2 separate regions of the Podarcis muralis genome follow, and region 1 is linked to region 2. Evidence: chromatin contacts called from public Hi-C data. All regions are on one chromosome and are shown on one strand. Each heading gives the region's core, a stretch centred on a gene start, on an enhancer-like site or on the middle of the called end of the contact. The rest is flanking DNA. Distances are from core to core; before and after follow the strand shown. Region 1 holds the start of HIKESHI (heat shock protein nuclear import factor hikeshi). Region 2 holds the start of CCDC89 (coiled-coil domain containing 89).

Region 1 (6,786 bases), core at 2,008-4,507, 200 kb after region 2:
ATATTAAGAAGCCTTACATGCTTCTTGTCCATGGATCAGTTTAAAGTGATACAGCCCAGAAAGCTTCCATAAATTAGCATATTTTGGGGTGGGAGAAATGGGATAACGTGATCAGGATGTTGTTTAAAGGGAGGAGGGCTGAAGTTAAGAACTGCCTGTTGTCTTATATCCTTTTGTTCACATGGTGTTGAATGAAGAGAAATATAACGCTTTATCTCTTTTGATAGGTGTACAACTCTTACTCACCCAAAGTGTGCTGCTGCCATTCGACAAACCAGCTTTAGCAGAGACAGTAGTATCCTTATAGCTGTATGTGACGATGCCAGTATCTGGCGCTGGGACAGGCTCCGATAAGTTACTTTTACAACTTGAGAATTACAAAATTATGTATTGCTTTTTGTGTCAAGGATAATTAGCTGATTTGGTAGTACTGTAACTGCTTTCAGAGTAGCCCCCCGCCCCATCAGTTGAACTTAGCAATGTTTACATTTGGTTTTTGATAACATTGCCTTGTTCAGAAGCTGCTGCTTTTTAATAAAAATATTTTTGTACGTTTGGTTTATTGTCCCATTTCAATTCAGTGTTTGTAGTATGTAAAGTTTCTTTGTACTGTATATATACTTGCTGTTTGTGTTAAGCCATATGTTAAATAAGCTTGTATGAGTATGGGTGTGCCCTACAATTCTGCAGGATGCAAGAAGCACATTGAGTGCAGAATTCTTCCTGAGAAAGTTGTCCTTGATTTTGAAAATGTCTAGTCCTTACGACCGTGAAAACATGAAAGTGGTGCAGCATTGCCCACTTGGAACTCTCAGAAGCCAAGAAGGGTGACCGATATAATTTCTCAATGGCTGGGACAGATACATCTATCCATATGGCTCTCTGCCCTTCTCCTTCATGAACAAAAGCAAGTAAATTATGCAAACAAAATTAAATGAGCATAATTAAACATGTTGGGGAATTTAGCTTTCTTGCTCAGAATTTGAATTTCCTGGGTATGGACTTTTTTAAAAAATAAAAAATACACACACACACACACACACACACACACACAAAAAAAAAAACCCCACAATCCTTAATGTTTTGGTCCAGCAAAAGTTTTACTCCCATAATTCCCAGAGACTATACTACTTTACATTAATTCTCTGTCTCATACCCATCTGATTACAGTAAGCCTGCAATTTGCAAACATTTAATTTGTGCATATTCAGCTTTAAGCGCTTGGCAAAAAATAAAAAGGGATGGGCACCCAGGGGAAAATACAAATTCTACCTGTCATTGCATTCAGTGTGTTTTGTCTATATGTGATTTTGGCTTTAGGTGCAATGCCTATGGTGCAAATGCTTTTCTTCGGGGGGGGGGGGGACGACGACACATACTCCTAAACATTTTGTGAATCTAAGTTTGGCCTCATTGAGGGGCAGTATTTCAATATGAGTAGGAAAATGAGAGTACAGGAAAAAAAGCACTGGATACGGGCATACTGTACTTAGAATGAGAATTGCAGAGTAAGTGAAATAAGAGAACGTAGTTAACTGCTGTTGGTAAAAGGAGCCACTGTCTTGGTGTAGAATACCCTGGTACTTATTTAGGATATTTCCATTGCTTCTGAACCCACTTGGCTCCACATCGTGGCTTTAAGAAAATAAATGTTTTTAATACTAAATATTGTTAACAAAAGCAACACAAGGCACAGGCAGACAAACTAAAAACAAAGTTCAGTAGATCCCAAACACCTGCCGAAATAAAATGTTTCATTTAGTGCTTGAAAACTCGCGATGAAGAGGCAAGATGAGCCTCCACTACCCTGGTGCTACCACTAAAAAGGCCTTTATTCTACAGCTGCCTCATCTTTGACAGAAGGGGAGCAAATGAATTTCAGAGACTTTAAAAGTTTGTTTAACCTTATAAAAACAACATGTGAATAAAGTGTGTGTGAAATATGTGTAATATATGGAAGCTGTTGGGACAAGATGTAAAAGTATTAAATTTGGTAAAATGAAATAAAAACAAAATTAAATATGTGTTAACTTACTCTCTCCCACCTCCCCCAAATCTTCAGATCACTTGCTCACAACAAAAAAATAAGCTGTCACAGAATGGTATACCTAGAACTTCCAAAACAAACATTTGTATTTCTACAAAGGTCTGTTTCTTACTTGAGGAGGTATTCTTGCCTGTACTCTTACTTTTTCTCAGGTGCAGGTCAGGATCTGCATGGTCTGTGTGGAGAAGCATTGAATCGCTTCCTCCAGTAGAACCTTTCCTCCTTGCCATCTAGTTTTCTATCTGCGGGGATATTTGTGCGTGTGTAAAAATACTCGTCACTTGAGCCCTCCTTCTTCCCCTGCCCAAATTTTGCAGTGATGCAGCCTACAGTGGTTTTTTAAAAATGTATTTTATTTATTACATTTATATTCCATCAAGAAGCTCATTGTCTGTGTCCATGGCAGGGCTCACACCAACTCTGTGAGCTGCTTCAGCAACATTAAAGTCTGAGTATCTGAAGTGTGCGTGCACACGAAAGCTCATACCAATCACTAACTTAGTTTGTCTCTAAGGTCTATTGGAAGGGATTATTTTATTTATTTTCGATTAAAGGTTGAGGACATTGACATTCTGTTCTTAGCCCTGCAGAAGTATTGAATGCCGAAGCAGCCTGGGAAAATTCTGTATAGTTTTAGGGATTAATTTTGTATGTATTTCAGTCTTCCTCCAAACAGATGCTGTTGGTACTTTGTGCTGTGCTTGAAAAATTATTCTGCTGAACCTTAAAACCTGCATGCATACAGCAGCAGAAATAGGCTGCGGAGCTTTTCCATTAGGAATGGGGAAAAACTAGCCAGTGGCACCTCTGTCCTGAAAAGCCCATGTCAATAATAATAATAATAATAATAATAATAATAATAATAATAGTAAAACAGTTATTTAACCCCTCCCCCCCCGCCCAATCTGGCTGGGTTTCCCCAGCCACTCTGGGCGGCTTCTAGCCAAAGATTAAAAATACATTAAAAGTTTTGGCACCGGGAAGTTGTTGAAGCGGGAAGATAATTCGATTTTAGGCAGGAAGTTCCTGTTAAGAACCAAGGCCCGTCCTTTTCCTGAGCTGCCGCATTCCTTGCAAGACTACATTTCCCAGCGTCCTCCGCTTCTCCGAACGTACGCGACGTCGCGCGCGGCGCGCTGGGATACGTAGTCCTCCGCCGGGATGCCTGAAATCCCACACACACACGCAAGAATGCCCGCCTATCCCTATGCGAATCATTTCCTTCCGTTTGCCCCGGATGAGCTTCGGCGGGCGGGGTGGCACGGAGGGGCCACCGGGGTGGTCGCCTGGGCCGGTCGTGGCTGTCGAGGAAGCGGCCTTGCCGAGCGGAGCCGCCTCCGCCATGTTTGGCTGCTTGGTCGCGGGGAGGCTGGTGAGTGGCGCCCGCGGCCGGCAGCGCAGGGTCTCTATGGAAACGAGGGGGGAAAGTGGGTTGCCATGGGAACGGGAGGGCACTTGGGGTTTCTATGGTGAGGGATGCGGGCGGCTGGTTCCCTTGGTAACTCCTAAGGCCCAGGGGGGATGCGCCAGGCGTTTCTCATGGAAGTGAATGAGGAAATATGACGATATATGTATTTATATGTACTGCTTTAAGGTTTCTTTACCATATATGTTATGATATTTGAGAAGAAGGAAGTCCCAGCGAAGGAAGAATGGAGACAAAAGCTCATGGAATAGGCAGAAATGGCAAAACTTACCGGAAGAATAAGAAATTAAGATCACAAACTTTTTATAAAAGAATGGAAATGGTTTATGGAATATTTACAGATAAATTGTAAACAGATAAAAACATTGGCAGGATTATCGTAAAAACCTGCAGTTTTATAAGAGTATATATTTAAAGGAGATGAATAAATGTGCAAATTAAGTTACTTTGGAATATGCAGAAGATATTAAAAATAAATTTAAGGAACCGCAGAAAGAGGGGGAGGGAAGTCAATTTTTGAAATGTCAAAAGGATTGTAAAAACAGTGAAATGTATAAACTTGAAAAGTATAAATAAAAATTAAAAAAATACAATCACGCGGTAAATTACTTTTTAAAATTAAATTTGTACACTGCCCTTCATCCACAGATCTTAGGGCGGTTCACACACAAACAAATACAATATAAAAACCACAAAATGCATAGTAAAAGTAAGAACAACAGCAAAGCAATAATCCCCTTTCCCACAACACATATAAATTTTATGGAGTATTTGTGTGTTTGTATACCTCTTGAGTTTCCCCCCTCTACATTCAAGCAGAATATATAGTGGTATAAACTATATACTGCTTCATTGTAGGGGGGAAACCTCAACAGTGGTCAACAAATGAGATAAAACAAAGAAAGCACTTTTTAAAAAAAAAGTAAGTGTGATTTAAAATTTGCAGGTTAAAACTGCAAATTGACTAAAACATATTAAAACTAGTTGTACAAAACTAGGCCTGCCGTGTTTAATGGATTGCATTAACTGAGTAAAAATATTTTGGTCAATGAAAAATGTGCTTCCAATTAACCGGGCAGCATATTTTCCCCCATTTAAAATTGTATTTTTAATAAATAAATAAAAAGCAATGGCAACTCTCAATGGAACATAGGCAGAAAAAATACAAGCAATAAAACAATCGAAACATCTTAAAAACAATTCCAGTACAGATGCAGGTTGGAAAAGATCTGTGCTTTAAAAGCTTGCTGAATAAGAAAGCTCTTCAATAGGTGACAAAACAGCCAACAGGGACAGCGCCTTGCCTAATGTTTAACAGGGAATTCCAAAGGGTAGGTGGCATAACCGGAAAGGTGAAATTCCTAACTTGTGCATCATGGACCTCCTGCTATGATGGTATGTGCAGGAGGTCCTAACCTGCAAGAACAGATAGGAGAAGGGTTGTTTGGCATACTGCTTCGTTTTTTTCCTGCACAGTCTCCATTTCAATGCATTCTTTTTACCTGGAGGGAGTTTGAATTCCGCTACAGGCTCAAATCCCTACTTCATTCCCTGCTCTTCTTTTGTAGGTGCAAACAGTTGCACAGCAGGTGGCAGAAGACAAGTTTGTGTTTGACTTGCCCGACTATGACAGCATCAACCACGTGGTGGTCTTCATGCTGGGGACCGTTCCCTTCCCAGAGGGAATGGGTGGTTCTGTCTACTTCTGCTACCCCGACGAAAATGGGATAGCAGTGTGGCAGCTCCTGGGCTTTGTCACAAATGAAAAACCAAGTGCCATCTTCAAAATTTCCAGTCTGAAATCTGGTAAGAACATTGAGTGTAACCATTAAAGCCTGGGAAGGGGTTTGCTGTAGAGATAGGTGACTGGTAGCCAGAAGCAACAATTCAACCTTCACTTGTGGTCCACAGCATAGCTGTTAGTCCCACCTCTTTTCTCTGAGGCACAGGCAAAGGGCCCTTGAACCCCCTTCTTCTCTGCCCAGATGTTGTGATTAGCAAAATGGACTCTATGTTCCTTGTTTGTGCCTTGGCTCATACATGGGAGCCATTGGCCCTCAAGGGGAGAACTGACAAGAGGGGAAGAGAGAGAGAGATAAAAATCCCTTTGTTTGCATCTCAGATTCTGTGGAAGTGAGTAGAGTCAGTATTGTTGACCTTTCAGTCTTTGCTCATGACTGGTTTTTATTTCTAGGTAAGCGTTTGCCTGTAGGGTATGGGGAGTTCCTTAGCCCAAGCTGCCTCACCCTACTCAAAAGTTATTCTGTGTGACTCTGCCAGAGCTGGCGCTAAAATCATGTATTCTGGGTCTGAAAGATGCAGGAAGAGAGAACCCAGAATCACTCACTGTGCTTCAAGCTGTCCTCCTAGTTGTCTTCTTTGGGGTAACTGGTGTGTGCCCTCTGTTCCCAGAGAGGGGTCCTTTCTTGAAGCAACCTTTTTATGCAGCTAAGATACTCAAAAGTAGAACTACAGTGTTGACATCAGTGGCTAACTTAATTCATTTCACTTCTTGTACTCTGAGCATGTCTTAGCTGGATACAGCTTGCTCCGAGTAGACCAACTGAAATGAATTGACTTAAGTTAGCCGTTGATGTCAGTACCGTAGAGACTATGATTTCGAAGCATTAAAACGCCACTGCTTTTCTGTTGTCGGGATGTGTTCTCTGTTTGTTGACGGAGGTAGATGCTGTGTTTAAGAAGTCTTGTGTAAATCTGGGCCGTGTTCAGAACTGTGCTTCTACTGAGGTCAGGACTGATCCATTACACCACTTGTGATGTTGTCTCTTTTAGGGAAAGGTAGCCATCATCCGTTTGGAGCTATGAATATCCCCCAAACGCCATCTGTAGCCCAGATTGGGATTTCTGTGGAGCTGCTGGAACTCTTGGCTCAGCAAACTCCTGTAGCAAGTGCCGCTGTGTCATCAGTCAATTCATTCACAGAGGTAATGAATAGCAAGCGATTTTGATTTCAGCAGTTACTGCCGGAATAGCCTCTTCATTAATGGGTCTTAGAGCATGGGACATAATGCCATGAAGACAAGTGAGGCATTAACAAAAATTGCCTTACTCGTCAGAGCAGCAGCTTTTAAACTGTTTCCTGAGTTCCTCAGTGAAAAGAGCAATAATGTTCCCTGAAATACAGCTTGATCCTCAGTACAGATCTTTGCTTGCAGATGTGTAGCTTTAACAGAATGTTGGAGCAGAGCCTCCATTTTCGCAATAATAGTGAATCATAGAATCTTAAGAGTTGGAAGGGACCCAAGGGTCATCTAGTCCAACCCCCTGCAATGCAAGGAATCTTGGCTAAAGC
Region 2 (6,532 bases), core at 367-2,866:
ACCAAAAACACTTTATGGAAGGGATATGGTTTGAACTGGGAATTAAAAGAATAGAGAGAGAAGGGAGGTACTACGTAAAAATTGAATTATGTGGCTCTTTTTCTCTCCTGATAACTTATTTTACCCACACTATAGTCTTATGAGAAATCCCAATGCTTGCTAGAATTCCAATTTTTAATCACATGCATGCTGGGAGCAGATATGTATGCTGTCCAATTAGCACAATTCATAATTATTATATTGGGTGGGGGAGTGTGTTGTTCTTATCACAGCTCTGTCTATGCTTGTTTGTTAATCAGCAGAGCCTCTGAGTACGTATTGAATAATGTTTCAAGGCTAAACAATGTAATGGTAAAAAGGCAAAGCATAACTAATGAACATACTACTCTTTCCTAAAAATGGTCAAAGGAACTCTGTTTTGGGAACAGACTCCCACAACACCAGAGTGGTATCAGATCCCTGAAGCTGGATTGGGTTGAATTGAGGGATTAAAGAATAATCTAGCCTGAGAGAAAATAAAGATTTGACTATGAAGGTTTTCTTACTCTCTTAACTGCACAATTCTGTACATATCTACTCAGAAGTAAGCCCCATTGAGTTCAGTGGAGCTTACTCCTAGGTAAACAGGAGTGCACAAGATTACAACCTATAAAATAAGTTGCAATAAGTTCAGTGCTCTTATAAGGAAAACAAATTTGTACATCATAATTCTTCCAGTTGTTGTTACAACATTCAGAAAAGGGCATCCAATTTCATTTCAACAGATATTGGCGTCATCCTGATTCTTTTATACTCATACGTAACTGTCTGGTTTTGCCATTTTAAAATAGCGTTTATAAATATTTTTTTAAAAAAAGTTAATCAAAGAGCCATAAAATGTTTCCTTACCAGGCCTTTATTCTTTTACTATCTTGGTCTGACAGCCTTGTTGAGTTTGCATCTCCATGGCAATAGGATTGAAGCAGACTCCTTGCCAAGTGTACAGTGAGGCCAAACAAGAAAGAATGCATCCTGGAAGCTTAACAAGCTCTGGAAAGCACGTTCCTTGGCTGTGACCCTCTGCGATAGATGTCTCCTTCCTTTCCCTCCCAAAGGAAGCCTGAAAATGACCAGCAGCTCACCACTATTACTGCCAACTCTGAAATAATATCGTGTCCCTGAGAATCAAATGAAGAAATAAAAGGTACCTATGTTCTTAAAAACCAGGCTGTTAAAAAAAAAGCAGTAACTTGCCAATGAGGAAAAGAATCAGAATACAGTGGTACCTCGGGTTACATATGCTTCAGGTTACATATGCTTCAGGTTACAGACTCCGCTAACCCAGAAATAGTGCTTCAGGTTAAGAACTTTGCTTCAGGATGAGAACAGAAATCGTGCCCCGGTGGCACGGCAGCAGCAGGAGGCCCCATTAGCTAAAGTGGTGCTTCAGGTTAAGAACAGTTTCAGGTTAAGTACGGACCTCCGGAACGAATTAAGTACTTAACCCGAGGTACCACTGTATGGGCAAGACGAGCTTGCATAATGGGGCTATCAGTACTTTCCTAGCTATGTTTACTCAAAGTTCTCTTGCAGTTTCTGACATCAAGTTATTCGGCTTTCTCTTCAGTTCCACATCATTAGGCCAGATAACTCTTCCCACCAGCAGCTGCACAACAGACCAGTATCCATGGTAAGGTAGTACAAACTGATGCTTAGATGTTCTGGGTTAACCAGAAAGTAAGCTCAGGTACGCTCAGGTGTTTAGCGAACCTCTATCAGGCTGAACCAGATATATCCAAGCATAACTGAAAGTGGGGGGGGGGGGAGTTTTGTATTTGACTTCTTTTTCAGAACAGAACGCAACTGGAAAGCGAATGTACCACACACAAAAGAAGCACAAAGAGCGAATGCACCACGCTTTGTCTCTCTTGCAATTTCAACACTTGCTCATCTGAGCATATACATAGTTTCTAACAGACTTTTTGAGTTTAGAAACCATGAACAAATAAAGTTCCAAATCTTGCAAAATTCAATTACAATGCATAAAAGTGTTTGCTCCTGTTTTAAGTATCGCTTCCTGCTTTGCCCAAATGGTGGCACTAGAGAACGTTTTTAAAGCCCTGATGCACTGAAAAAGCCAGCAGCACATTTTGCAATCGAGGTGTTTGTTTGTTTGTTTGATGTCTCGCTTTAGCTTCACCAATAGTAAAAGCTAGTAAAACGATAAGAGTGATGATGAGCCCTGTTTGAACGATGTGAACAGGGTCTTGCTTACTAAAAAGGGCGAGGGGGAAGAAGAGAATCTGCAATTTCAAGGTCGTTAGTAAGTTGAACAATCTGTAAAAGTGTTCCATCTTTGCAGCTACTGTATTTAGAGCTCTTCAGTTCTAATAACTTGTGCAATGTGGACATAACAGAAGCTGGAACTACAGTTTTATAGAAGAGATAGGACTGCCCCACTCAGCCCCAAGCTTCCTTCTCCTTTTTCCCCTGTCATGTTTAGGAATGCCCCAACCCTCACCAGCAGAGACCAATAGTTTAGATCAGGCATGGCCAAACTTGGCCCTTCAGCTGTTTTGGAACTACAACTCCCATCATCCCTAGCTAACAGAACCAGTGGGCAGGGATGATGGGAATTGTAGTCCCAAAACAGCTGTAGATGCTTCTTTCTGCCGGATGCTGTCATGTCACACACTGAGTAATCATTAGGCCTTAGAGGGAGGGAGGGAAGCAAGACACAGGGGTGGCTGTTCTTCAGTGAAACCCAGATGCAATGTCTAGTTCCAGCCTAATACACAAGAGATTGAATCCCACACCGATGCTTACCATTAACATCCATGTTTGCAACCGCTCATTACAGTTTCCACCAATTCGAACAATAAAAGGCTGTTTTTGAAAGGAAGATGGGATACATGCAACAATTAGATTCAGCTTTACGCACAATAGCACCATGTTGGCAGGTGCATTCACTTGTTCACTTTGGGGACTGTGGACCAGTGAAAGACAGTAAATGCATGCTGAAATTTAGTGAAATCGCCAACTTCCCCCCTCCCCCCATATGTTATTCAAGGCGGCCACAGAAGGCAACAGTACACAATATTTTAAATATATATATTTTACAGTTTTAATTCATCTTTAATAAAGTTTAATTTTTAATAACAGTACCTGAGGGCAGGAAGGAGTTGACATGCATTATCAAAGCAGCATTTAGTAAAATAGTTTAAAATTGTATTGCAGACACATATGCCCTCTGATGAAATTACAAATGAATATATCAGCCAATGTGCACCCCCCCACACCCCAAGTTCCTCTCTATTTTTGCCTGGCTCTTCTTTCCACCCAAACGCCAGCAAGCCGTACAAACAGGAAGCGTCCAAAAGGTGTATCATCCTATTTCGGTGTTTTTGCCATCATCAGCATCCTGAGTGGCAGCGTATCTTCAACCCAGGTGTTTGGAGAATCAATCATTCGTTCCCATAAGTTGCTTTCATCTGTTGTAGAGTCCATCCAGTCTACTGGAGTACCGTAGCTTTTACCTAAAGAAGTGGGTTTTTTTAAAAAAACAACCAGATTGAATTAGCATTGCCTTTTATCTGTCGTTTACACAACAGTAACTGCAAAGTGCTATAAGCTACCTCCCTTAAGCAGTTACGCTCTGGGTTACAACCAGGAGAAACCTTGGACTAATCTATACTGGTGAGTTATAATGTTATAAATGCGTTATAAAAATGTGACACCAAAGGGGCGATGTACAGAGGTCAATGGAAAATTGCATTGAGAGCTATATAATGTTTTTTCTTAGCTTTTTTTGTGTGTGTTTTTTAAGATCAGTGCAGATCCAGCACTTGTTGCACAAGCAGAAATCCTTACATGGGGCTCGTGAGGTGAATCCTGCCCAATATTTCAAGAGCACTTTGTTTCAAAGCCATTGGGTCATAGTATCATATAATTGTATGTATATAGTATCATATAATTGTAGCCATATAATTCAAAGCCATTGGGTCATAGTATCATATAATTGTAGGGTTGGATGGGACCCAAAGGGCCATCTAGTCCAATCCCTTGCAATGCAGGAGTCTCAGCTAAAGCATCCAACCTCTGCTAAAAAACATCCAAGGAAGGAGAGTCCACAACCTCTCAAGTGAGACCATTCTACTGTCGAAGAGCTCTTACTATAATAGCTGTTCCTGGTGTTTAGCTGGAATCTCCTTTCTTGTAACTTGAAGCCATTGGTTAGAGTCCTACCCTCCAGTGCAGGAGAAAACAAGCTTGTTCCCTCTTCCATGTGACAGCCCTTGAAATATTTGAAGATGACTATTGTATCTCTGTAGTTCCCCCCCCCCCACAAAAAAATAATAATTTTGAAATTTCACCCACTTACTAACACTAGGGGGGTGGGGAGAACTTCCACTTATCTGACATTACCTGTTCCAAGTCCTATCCTGAGGCCTCCAAGGAAGTGATTAGCTAGTTTGTTGTGATCCCAGACAGTGAGCTCCACACAGGCTTCTTTCAAATCTTGAGGTCTGAAGCCATCGTAGACCATTGTATGATTGAACACTGGATTTGTTGTCTTCGCTACAGCTCTTGTTTTCTGACGGCTTTTCCTGCTTGTGTCTGGAAGGATGGTACTTCGGATAAAAGTGGGAAGAGGGAGGAAAATGACCATGAGAATAACCTTAGACACTTGAGACTTGGTTCATACCACACAAGAAACTGTTGTCCCAGTAATCTGGGGTGGGCGGGTGACTTTTGGTGGAAGTAAAGAAAGAAACTAGTTCTGCAACCAAGAAAGAAGGGATTCGATAAAACAGAGAGGGCACACTGATAGAGGTGACCCAGCCATCTTGTGGAACAACTACCGTATTGGCCCGAATATAAGCCACATTTTCCCCCCAAATTCCGACCGTGAAAAATTCAAGGGTGGCTTAAATTCGCAACTTTACAAAAATTGGCTTTTACGATATTGCTGCTGAAACAGACAAATGGTAAAAGGGAACCAAAAAATATTTTATTGCCGATTTGCGAGCTTGCGGGCCTTCTCTGTTACCCATAGGATTTTCTTCTACATTTGCCATTTATGGGTGTGAGTGCCTGTGGAATTATAGCAATTGAATAGCGATTTGTGATTTTAGCGATTGTAACTTTTCGGGTATTGTCTTTTTTTCTTTTTCCCCCTTGAATTTTAAAGGTGCGGCTTATTTGTGGGTGAGGCATATATTCGGGCCAATATGGTATATAATTGTATAACTCTATCACCAGCTTTATATTATTTTTAAGTTTAGTGGGTTTGTGATCTTTTGCATTATATATTTTATCAACATATTTTTTTGTACTTTGGCTACTTTTGTCATGAAGCAGTTTATAAATCTGCAAAAAATAAAGAGGAAACCTCCTCCCCTTGCATCTCAGGCAACAAGAGGTGGTACATTGATGTTCAGTTTGCAGGTGTGCTATTGCCACATGTGCATTAAACAGAGAGAGGCATGCAGGCTCATGCTTGAACTCATTTTTTCAATATCTTGTTGATACGCATCTTCACTGATTTCACAGCTGCAGCCCATCAGGGGCTATGATGTTGTGACAGAAATTGCCACAAACATGTTGGGAGCTGCTTTGGATAATAAAGAGCTTCTGGCCTGACACTCCCTCCACAAGCTCCCCTCCCCCTGGTTTCCCAGAACCAGGAGAGGCATGAAAAGGGTGGAGGAGAAGTTCACTTCATGCAGGCACAGTCTCAGATTGCTTGGGGAAAACTCTGGAGAGGAAGGGATGTAGGCAGCTGTGGGGAGGCAAGAACCTACAGTCTCAGCATCTATTTCATGGGGGCAAGACCTACCAGAGATTAGTTGCTGGGCTCATTAGGCCTGACACTCCTGTGTCAATTTTGGTTTTGTTAATAAAAAGTGAACTCCAGCTTGGATGGTGTGATTCACTGCTGTCTCACTCCTGGCATTCCGGCAGTGCCCAGGACCTGCTCCAAGAGTCAGACACCCAACCTTGCCAAATTACACCTTCATTCGGTTGAATCCCTGTTCTTACCACTTAACAAAAGAGTTGAGTCTATTGCCCCTGAGGACTGGGAGGTCACTGCATTCCTTCACCCAAATGTGGACTTCTCCAGTGACTAGAGGCTTTTTACCTTTGAAACAGACAAAAAAAGGAGAAAGAAAACAGAGCACAACATGGTTGGTTGATCTGTTCAAAAAGCTTCCTTCTCGTGTTTCCTCTTGTTAACAACAAATAAGATACACAGCAAAACTTTGAAGTCTTGCGAAGATATTGAATGCAGCATGGGTCAGACATCTCAGGCCTCTCTGTCCTACAAGACAACACACACACACCCGCTCCAGACCAAACCTCTTCCCAAGGTCACCCTCACCCCAACCATCTCTGTGATTCATTTTGCAACGGCCACTGACTATGTACAATCTGTCTGAGTGACTGGAACAATGGCACATCTTCATGCATGTGAGTGCTCCAATAATCACATGCAAACGATGATCTTTGCACCTTCTATGGGTAGGGCCTCGGGTGCCATCTTCAAAGGTCG

What was found. A called contact is a pair of places that touch in the nucleus more often than the background predicts.
Region 1: a Hi-C map of tail shows a contact between it and region 2, with 2.1 times the contacts expected there. The contact joins the promoter of HIKESHI here to the promoter of CCDC89 in region 2. A contact is called at or near these places in 2 of 3 Hi-C or Micro-C datasets (blood and tail).

Annotation. Positions count from the first base shown.
Region 1 is chr4:14,581,269-14,588,054 of rPodMur119.hap1.1, forward strand. HIKESHI (heat shock protein nuclear import factor hikeshi) reads left to right here and starts at 3,258. Exons shown (of 5, transcript XM_028726011.2): 1 at 3,258-3,419; 2 at 5,042-5,279; 3 at 6,267-6,418. The coding sequence starts at 3,285. EED (embryonic ectoderm development) reads left to right here. Exons shown (of 12, transcript XM_028726010.2): 12 at 228-556. The coding sequence ends at 354.
Region 2 is chr4:14,379,054-14,385,585 of rPodMur119.hap1.1, forward strand. CCDC89 (coiled-coil domain containing 89) reads right to left here and starts at 1,617. Exons shown (of 2, transcript XM_028725998.2): 1 at 889-1,617. LOC114595598 (a long non-coding RNA gene) reads left to right here and starts at 1,082. Exons shown (of 2, transcript XR_003706298.2): 1 at 1,082-1,183; 2 at 1,607-2,012. It overlaps SYTL2 (synaptotagmin like 2), which reads right to left. Exons shown (of 19, transcript XM_077926963.1): 17 at 6,022-6,121; 18 at 4,405-4,610; 19 at 3,079-3,515. The coding sequence ends at 3,370.